Linked DNA regions of Zea mays: all the other regions are linked to region 1. The links are chromatin contacts, called in public ChIA-PET and Hi-C maps. All regions are on one chromosome and are shown on one strand. Each heading gives the region's core, a stretch centred on a gene start, on an enhancer-like site or on the middle of the called end of the contact. The rest is flanking DNA. Distances are from core to core; before and after follow the strand shown. Region 1 holds the start of LOC103632278 (COP1-interacting protein-related). Region 2 holds the start of LOC100191485 (putative RING zinc finger and ankyrin repeat containing protein). Region 3 holds the start of LOC103632279.

The links. A called contact is a pair of places that touch in the nucleus more often than the background predicts. ChIA-PET counts read pairs in DNA pulled down with a chosen protein or histone mark.
Region 2: a contact with region 1 is called in an RNA polymerase II ChIA-PET map of seedling, with 3 times the contacts expected there. The contact joins the promoter of LOC100191485 here to the promoter of LOC103632278 in region 1. A contact is called at or near these places in 5 of 25 Hi-C or Micro-C datasets (endosperm, leaf and tassel) and 2 of 3 datasets of contacts at active chromatin or transcription factors (leaf and seedling).
Region 3: a contact with region 1 is called in a Hi-C map of leaf, with 8 times the contacts expected there. The contact joins the promoter of LOC103632279 here to the promoter of LOC103632278 in region 1. A contact is called at or near these places in 14 of 25 Hi-C or Micro-C datasets (bundle sheath, ear, leaf and 3 more) and 1 of 3 datasets of contacts at active chromatin or transcription factors (seedling).

Annotation. Positions count from the first base shown.
Region 1 is chr7:41,278,156-41,281,362 of Zm-B73-REFERENCE-NAM-5.0, reverse strand. It overlaps LOC103632278 (COP1-interacting protein-related), which reads left to right and starts at 1,578. Exons shown (of 10, transcript XM_008654089.3): 1 at 1,578-2,170; 2 at 2,611-2,790; 3 at 2,886-3,006; 4 at 3,093-3,132. The coding sequence starts at 2,112.
Region 2 is chr7:41,490,646-41,493,852 of Zm-B73-REFERENCE-NAM-5.0, reverse strand. It overlaps LOC100191485 (putative RING zinc finger and ankyrin repeat containing protein), which reads left to right and starts at 1,759. Exons shown (of 9, transcript NM_001136917.1): 1 at 1,759-2,191; 2 at 2,296-2,410; 3 at 2,814-2,894; 4 at 2,971-3,059; 5 at 3,155-3,207. The coding sequence starts at 2,090.
Region 3 is chr7:41,464,108-41,467,314 of Zm-B73-REFERENCE-NAM-5.0, reverse strand. LOC103632279 reads right to left here and starts at 1,627. Exons shown (of 3, transcript XR_555795.2): 1 at 1,364-1,627; 2 at 1,215-1,275. It overlaps LOC111589873 (U2 spliceosomal RNA), which reads left to right; the gene lies at 1-182.

The DNA of each region.
Region 1 (3,207 bases), core at 329-2,828:
CACTAAAACGATGACCTAGAAAACATAGTGTTTGATAGAATGGTGCTTAAGCCAAGCAACGTAGCCCGAGGTCTAGAGGTAGCACCCCAAGAAGAATTACTAAACTTGTGGTATGAACAAGCCTACCATGATGAGTGTTTGGTCCTAACAGGGGGACCCGAACAAGAGAGATGACAAGAGTGCAACGACACGACAAATGCGAAACAATGGTTCTCAAATATCTTATCAACCGTCCCTCATCCTGTCTCGATGGGGGTATTTATAGGGTAGCTAAGGGCCAACCTCCTAAAGTACATGCTTGCCAAAATTGGTTACCACCACATCCTTAGAATATCTTGTACAACAGCAACATTGAGGCAATACAAACCTTACATTACAGGCAACCAATTACATACCACACTAATATTCGTGTGGGTCCATTACTAACAGATGGGTCTTCCTTTAGCTGTTGGAGGCCCATGTAGTCACCATAGTCTCCCTTAGCTCTTGAGTGGGGGAAGTCTTCAAGGCCTCCGCCAGGGACTATGCATGCCACCCAAATGACGAGACCAAGGTCTTCAACACCTTCTAGGTCACTCGTGGATCAAAAGGTCTTTGGTAACGCTCCTGCGATCTTTCGATCGGGTCCTCGAGTGCTTGACGTGGATAACTAAGCCCACATGTTTAGACCTTCCCTTGCTTTGCCATCTGGACAAAGTCCTCGCTGTGGCCTTTGGAGCCTTCAATAGACAAGAAGTGGTCGTAGACTCGATCAACTACATCGACAGGTCCGACTTCCATGGAGCAAAGTCTTGGAAGTCCTCATGACCTTTGGCGTACCTACATTCCTAGGAGCGAAGTTCGATGATTGATTAGACGCAGCCAGCTAGAGAATGACATCTCCAACATTGCGCCACGACCAGAGGCGTGAGCCCTGGTACGACTCCAAGGATAGAATAAGAACATGGTAGTTGAGCTTAGCTAGTGGAATTCGAGGTTCATGTAACCTCTCTTATGTATTGCACTATAAAATAGAGGGATAGGGTAATGTTTAGCCATATTCAAGACCGGGTTCAGGGTTCACTCTTCATTTAGGGTATGCATAAAAATAAGTTAGGACTATTAGGCTAAAATTCCTACCACAAACTAAGATGTGGAGGAGAGCTAGGTCTTGGTGCTCACTGGTTGAGATTCATTATTTTTTATTCATCAATTGATAATTAGCAAGAGGAGGCTGGAAATTACTTAAAGCTCTCTAACTGTCCTCGTGTTGGTTCATGCTCGTGCCCAAGTTCCCTACTACTATCGACCAACACTATGCTCCTTCTAAGACCGTCTTCGGTGGATAATGCAAAATAGGAGACGCGGTGACACTATTTGACATGGTTTACGGAGGAAATAGACAACCTAATTGTCTCTCTTTAGTACCTTTTGTACTCTGATATTGCTATTCAACGACAATATCAGTTTTAATGTAATTTTTTTTCTATAGTTTTATAGGTATTTAATTTCATATTTATAATTATGTCGAGAGAGTTTTATTTAGATGAAATTTACTTTCTCTCTTTTTTAAAACACTGCCATGTCATCGAAAATATGTACGATGGCAAGATTAATGCAAATAAAACTTTCGTGAAATTGTCACTGACTGCCAGTAGTACAGACAGACATTAAACGCTCTCCTCTCTTCCCTCTCTCCTTGGCTCGCATTCACACTCACGCAGCAGCAGCAGCAAGCAGGCCAGCAGCAGCAGCAGCAAGCAGCAGAGCGCGCCCTGTTCTTGTGCCGAGGAATTATTTATTGCCACCGCATCGAGATTTATATAGTACGGGGAAATTGATTGCTCATTCCCCTCTGCTTCCTCCATCCACTGATCCACCCCATGCTGCGATATTTTCCTCCACTCGCCGCCGGGGCAGCATTTGCTCGCGATTTATAACCTCCCCTCGCCTTCGCCTCTCCTTTCTGCTTGTCTTTTTCCCCAGTGGGGAGGTTAGCACCCGGCACAAGCAAAGCGCCGGGTTCTTGTCGCAGTTTCTGCGCGCTCGCTCGCTTTTTGCCCGTAAGATCTGATACAAAGAGGAGAGGGAGAGCCAAGAGAGGAGAGGTTCTCGTGTGGAATTCTTCGGCGATGAGGTCCGACGCCCGTCTGGATTCGGTGGTCTTCCAGCTCACCCCCACCCGGACCAGGTGAGAGCATCCTATAGATCTGCTCATGAAGCGGCTTTAATTCGGCGGATTGATCGTTCTTTGGGTTTTGGTTTCTTGAATGGTAGAAAAGTTGGTCTTTGTGACGGTTTATGTGCCGTTCATTTTGATGCTTGGTACTTGGAAGCTTCCATTTGAAGACCACTCTGTCTACTGCACTGTCCTAAGATGGTTTTGTCCATGTCACGATCGGAATTTGGCCCAAAAAACGATTTCTTCTTTGTTGGTATTGTTTTGTTGGGATTGGTTGTCTGCCGTTAGCTGTAAAATTATAGTAGCAGATCCGGCGATTCTTGCATAGTAGTAACTACTAGACAGATTTGTTATGTTATAAATTAAATTAAAAAAAGTAAAACTATTAGACGGAGTAAACTACTGTTTTGTTCAAGGTCTCTGACGGAAGTTCTGTTTTCGCTTTTCAGGTTCGATTTGGTTCTGATAGCGAATGGCCGGAAGGAGAAGTTTGCATCTGGTTTGCTGAAACCGTTCGTCGCTCACTTGAAGGCCGCCCAGGATCAGATTGCCAAGGGAGGGTACTCGATCACACTTGAACCAAGCTCAGGGTTCGATGTGCCATGGTTTACGAGAGGCACCGTGGAGAGGTTGGCGTCTAAGATTTCTATACTACTGTAGTACAGTTGCTTCTGCCATTGCCTATTTCCCTGTTGGGTCATTTTCTCGTGACAACTCTTCGCAGATTTGTGCGTTTCGTGAGTACTCCGGAGGTCCTTGAGCGAGTCAGAACACTGGAGTCTGAGATCCTGCAGCTCGAGGATGCCATTGCTATCCAGAGCAACGATAGTCTTGGATTAAAATCTGTAAGCGCAGAAGATTTGTAGCTTATGGATATTTGTTGTGTGTTTCTGTAGAAATAATGACATATTCTTGCTTCACCATTTAAAAGGTCGAAGACCATGGAAGAAAGTTGACTGAAAGCAATGGAGGTAGTATGACACCGCACCAACCTGATTGCTTTCTGTGAGCATGTTGCATAGAATAGTGCATGCCTTTGAGGATTG
Region 2 (3,207 bases), core at 510-3,009, 210 kb before region 1:
AAGATGAGGGTTGGGTGAAGGTAGCCGATGGGGGAGGAGTTGGAGGACGGCAGTGGGCTGGAGGCCGCCATTGGAGAGGTGGAGTCCGACGGTGCGGTGGGGGAGGAGGTGGAGTCCGATGGTGGGGTGGAGGAGAGGGAGGGGAGGCCGCTGGAGTTGAGCGCAGTGGAGGAAGAGCCGTCGACGGTGATTAGGTCGAATGCGAGAATGCAGTCGGCCGCACGGTGGGCTGCACGCTAGGACGATGGGCCTTAGGTCCACACAAAAATCATTGGGCCGCACGAACCGCTGCCAGGTATGCCATCTATTTTATTAGTGCCACATCGGCCATTGAGAGTGACAGAACATGGCTTATAAGCACAACTGTGTATTGTATGTTGCTCACTGAGAAAGATGGAACGGAACGTGGCTCATAAACCTGTGTATGTACTGTTTATTTTGTTGCGCGGGACTGTATGGTGCGGTCGTTGGAGGCAGAATAACCATTGGCAGAACGCGTCGGAGGCAGAACACGTCAGAGGCAGACTACTATTGCAGTATTAATAAGTAGTAGAGATATGTCCCAAGTGTTCCACTTTTCCCTTTTCCTTCCATAAGAGTTGAGGTGGGCATGAAAGCACCATTTTTCCCTTAGTCTCTTTGTATGGGTCTTCTGAAATCATGTACATTTATATTTTGTGGCAAGCGGAGAGATTGTTGTGTAATTTCCATTGTACCAAACGTCCAAACCCCTCTTACCAATAGAAGTCCCTTGGATTGTTTGTCACATTGCAGACTACTTTAATACTTGCTTTAAACTATCTGATTCTGTGCAAAATCTTTGTGTGATTCCTTAGGGCCCCTTTGGCAGGGCTTCCCGGAACTGATTTCTGTTCTGGCTTCATATTTTACTAGGTGAGTGCCCGTGCGTCATAGGCCCGAGTTTCTCTTCGATGTCATCCCGGACAGATCACATATGTCATCCTCTATCTCATAATTATATAACACATATGTGCATATATAAGTTATCGAGATATTATATGTCCCCGTTACAACGTACGGGCACTGACCTAGTATATACTTGATGGCTTGATGCTGATGGCCGAGCGTGCCACGTCACCACATCCGCTTCGGATTAAAACCTATTATTTAGATTACTATGGATTAATCTATAGAGCCAAAAATATTATAGCGATTAAAATCAACCGAACATGTTGACATCCAGCTTCTTCTACTAAAAAGCTGTAGTTTGGGGGCCCACTCATTAGGAGGCCAAAAAACTTCCAGTTTGAAATTTCAACCGATCAATTACCTAGCATCTACTGCCAAATGTAATCATCTCATTTTAATAAAGTATGCAAGTCGCACGCTCTAGTCAGAATCCTTCGAGAATTCGTGTGTAAAGTCAATAAATGTTGCAAGGCAAAGGCGCGTCCCCTGCCTCGCTTTGAGGTTTGAACAGCAAGCCAGACAGCGTCACCTGGTCCCGGCCCGCCCGCGTTCCCTTGGTGGTTGCCTTCCTGGCTTCCCAGTTCCTCCCAAATGGAATGACCAAAATCCCTTGGCTTCGCCACGAAGGAAAAAGCTCACGGCTTGTTCGCTGCGGCTTGCTGCGGCTGCAATCCGGCTGCGGCTGCGGCTTCTACAGTATTTTTCTCTCTATGGATTGCAGCTGCAGCAGTCCAAACAGCTGCAACAGTGTCGGCTTGCAGCCAACCGAACACGCCCTCAGTCTCGTCTCGCCTTCAATTTCCCATCCATTTCTCCCTTCCCTTCCTTCCCGACCCGAACCACCGCGCATTAAAATCTGCCCCCTCCTGCCACTGCCAGCGACCAATCCAATCCCTACCTGCTCGGGAACCACCCGTCGGGCTCCTCCCGCCCCCCTCGCCGCATCTGCATGCGGCGGGGATCTCCGGGCTCGCTCCGTCACCGGAGCCCCAATCACCGCCACCTCATCCAAGCCCCCGAATCCCCCGGGCGCGCAGCACAACCTTGCCGCGATCGCGCGCGGGAACCGCCGCTGATTGGGTCGTGAAAGCTCGATTTTGGGCGATTTTGATTCGGAGAACCCGCCGTCATTCGATTTTGGCGCGCGTTGCGAGCCGGGATGGGGTTGCAGCAGTCCAAAGAGGAACTGCTGTACCAGCAGGTCAACTACGGCAACGTCGACGGGATTCGCACGCTCCGGGGGCAAGGCGCTGGTCTCGAGGTCAGTCGTTCGGCCAGGATGGCAAATTTACTCTTGTTTTATGTCTCTGTGAACTGATTGGGCTACTGCGGTTGTTGCTGCGACAAATGCTTGATTGGTTGCAGTGGATTGACAAGGAAGGGAAGACGCCCCTGATGCTTGCCTGTATGCGCCCGGATCTGTTCGACGTGGCCAAGGTGCTGATCGAGTTGGGAGCTAATGTGAATGCCTACAGGCCTGGTATTCTTCTCTTGATTCTTATTACCAATCTTTTACTTTGTTAGTTTGGTCCTATTTATGAAGCTGAGTTGATTTTCGTAAAGTAAAGCAGTGCCAAACACCCCCGTAAACTTCTCATTCGAACGGGCAATTAGGGTAGATTTCAGTCAACTAAGACAAGGTTTATGTCCACATTCACTCTAACATAGGATCGAGTTTTATTTGTTCTGTCAAATCATATCACATCAATGTAATTCTGTATCGGTACACATCTTTCAAACTCTGCATTCAAATGAATGAAACCATTTGATGTGATCCATCCAAGTTGCTGACAGTGATATGTACCTTCCCTGGACTCATGCTTAATTGAAGAGGAGGCTGTGCTCGTTATTATGTTTTGATCACTACCTTTTTCCATTACCAGGGTCACACTGTGGGACAGCATTGCACCATGCTGCCAAGAAAGGACTTCAGCAGACTGTCCATTTACTACTCTCACATGGAGGTATATGATGAATAATATATGAAACACTCTATTCATCAGATCTCTATTCGATGCATATATTACTATATCCGTGCAGCTAATCCGTTCATACCAAACGATGATTGCAATACTGCCCTCGAATTGGCAAGAGAAAAGGGTCATGTGAATGTTGTTCGTGCCATAGAGGTATAGTTTTCTTTGCTATCCTATTTTTTATATTATAATACTTGTGGGAATTTATTCATATTCATTTTTTAATGTTTGTTACTCAATTAATTTAGGGACGGCTTTGTCTTTTTTGTGGATGGATGAGAGAGAACTATGCTCCTGCTTT
Region 3 (3,207 bases), core at 378-2,877, 190 kb before region 1:
TGACTAAGATAAGGTGTAATATTTGTTTTTATCAATTTAATATCTAATATGTAGACTATATGTTCACTTTAATATTAAATTTATTTTTTATAGATATCAAATATGATTTTGTGTTGTCGCAACGTACAAACATTGTATTAGTGGTTCTGTACGTCACGGTTACAGATAGTGCTGGACAAAATACTCGTGACTTGTCGGCTCGCTCGGTTCATGGTCAGTTCAGCTCGTTTGAATGTTTTCACGAGCTGAGCTAACATCCTAGCTCAGTTTATTAACAAGCCAGCTCGCGAGCTCAACGAACTATCACACTTTAGTAAAACGAAACAATATGCATATCATTTACGCTTGAAATTGTTGAACATGCTATACGTATGTGCGGTGCCTATGGATTATGAATTAAACTAATGATTGACGAACCGTATCTATGTGTTAAATTGGTCTGTGCGACTGTGACTATGGGTTAAAGTGATAAACATGTGTGTGGATTATGAATTGGTGATGAATTGATGAGTGATGAGTTATGTTAATTTGGTGTTGCATTGATGTGGTATGTGAAACTATGAGTATAATTATCATTTACTATAGTTAAATTAGTTTAGAATTAATTAAAAATTAATTATATATATATATATATATTGTTTTTTCTGTTGTGGCTCACGAGCTAGCTTAAGTTCGTAAACGAGTCAAGCTAGCTCGATATCTAGCCCTAGTTACAGACTCTTACTAGGGAGGCTGAAACAACCACGATATAATGCAAACACAAAGCAGAGGTTGAACAAACTTTTATGGATATAAGAGGGTATAAGGTTGTGTTCGGTGGATCGTGTAAAATAGGGATACGGTATGGTAATGTAGATGATACTATTTGATACTGGTTATAGAGTGAAGTTTGAAATAGAGGTATCAGATAGGGGATGTGATAGGAGAGCTGCTGAAGACGGTGTTACACTTGACAGTCATATAACCAACGATACAAACAAATTATCGACAGATCGATGGTTGTTTCTGTGTAAGCCTGGCAAAAGTAAAGTCATAAGTGTTAGATAGATGATTAGGATGCCTTAAGATCGTCCATGCCCACGCTGGCCTGCAAGTAGACACAGGTGTATATCTTAAAAAAACTTGACCTTCAGAAAATTTCTTGTTGGTTACACAAACTGTAGTGTATTCCGGGCTCAACTTACCAGAAACCTGTGGTTCTCTGCAGAACTTACTTGTCAATATCAGCGTTGATGCGCCTGAACCACGCTGATGATCTCCATGAACTTGTTCGTCCTGTCCGGTGCAAGCTTCATGTTCATGGCAAGCTGAGATTGCAAACAAGTATGGAGGAGCTTAGAGTTAGACAAGGAGTAGTACGTACCGAAAAGCTCGAAGTGGCCAACCCAACCAGCCGTGCCATCTCTTCAGTGTCCTGCTGTAAGCGTCACCGCAAGCCTGCGGCCGACATGTGCCAGTGCCAGTCTCTGGATGCTGTGCCAAGTTGTGGAACAGCGTAACCAACAAGTCGTCCATATGGCTCTGTCGGCAACCAGCGGTCCCCTCCAACGGGCCGGGCCGGGCCGGGCCGGATGGAGGATCGTGGTGGTAGATTTATAGCGAGAGGAAAAAGGGATGTGACGGTATATGTCTCTCACCGGCCTCTCGTTTGAAGCACGCATGGGCTGATGATATATGGGCATGCATGGAAGCCAAGTAGATATGATTATCATCTCGTTCGTAATCTTCATCGGAATAATAATAATGGCATTAGTACTTTGGAATCTCCTCTCTCTCTCTCTCTTTTTTCAGCGGAAAAGGGAGAATGATCATGGCAGGAGAGCAAACAGCATCAATATTACTGTTGGTCATCAAACTCCCCCACGCATGCAGATTCTTCCTGGCCGGACCCTACTACTACAGAGCCCAGAGACCCACAAGTAAAACGACTAGCCAATAATTAAACACCAACGTGCTCTGACGACACACGGGGCCAATCAGATTGATGGTCAGTTTTGGTGGTGGCCAAGTAGTGGTCGCCCAAATCAGGCAGCAGCTAGCGCGCTGCATGCGCCGATCCAGACCAACACCGACAGCGTGTCCGTCCGTCTGTGTGTGTGTGGTACGTACGTGCAATCTATCATTGTGGAGGAGATTGCCGCGTGGTTTGTCTCTTTGCTCCATGCTGGTAACTATATTTATAATCGTATAGGAGTATATCATCACCACCGTTAATAAGCTAGCCGTCCGTCTCCTCGCCGCGCTTAGGCCTTGTTCGTTTGTGCCGGATTGGTAAATCGGAACGATTCTTAATCGGATTGTTTCTCTAATTTATATAAACTTTGATTAGCTAGAACGATTACGGGTGCAATCTGACACAAACGAACAAGACATTATACTACACGCTTGCACCTAGGTAGCCTACAACCTTAAACCTCGGGGATCGAGATCTAGATCGACCTTGGCAATCGTTTGAGCGCCAAGCAGCCTAGATTCCAAAACCCCGCCGGCAAACATGGTGAGAGTAACACCAAGAGCAAGCACATAAGGACGGAGGGGAAGTAGATGGATGACGTGGGGAACCTTCCTGGCAACACGCAACATAGGAAGGACGCTGAATTGCTAATTGCCACCTAGAGCTAGTGGAACCCAAGGATCCCTTGGTTGGTTCCGCTGTCACATGCATCCTTCTCCAAGGTCCTAGCTAATACTAACTCAATTGTTCTCGAATATTTATCATCGACTTGTTTATTTTTGAACTAGAACACGACAAATAAAAAAAGGGAGATAGTGTATTCTTTTTTAAAAAAAGGTTACGTGTGCTGCTGAATTTTAGCAACATGTCTTAGATGGTGTCATTATAATTTATTTGGAACAAAAGGCTTCGTTTCTTATCGTCGCCATTGTGGGCCTTAATTAGCTTGTGCTTGTTAGACTCACATGACATTGTGGGCCTTAATTAGCTTGTGCTTGTTAGACTCTGGTAGCTACTACCATGATCTTTCTTAGAGGCTTTGGGGGTAGACCTAAGAAAATTAACTAGGCTTGGCTTAGCAAGGGTTTTGACTTTCGAGATAGAGAGGTTTAGCTAAGCTACCTAGATTCTGTTTCTTTTTCCCCCTCCGCGTGAGCCTAACCCGAAATACTACTATTTTTTATTTGTTTTTACTCACAGATGCTCCATGCATGTAGGTTCAGACCTGTCTAAAATGTTACACTTCAATCTGT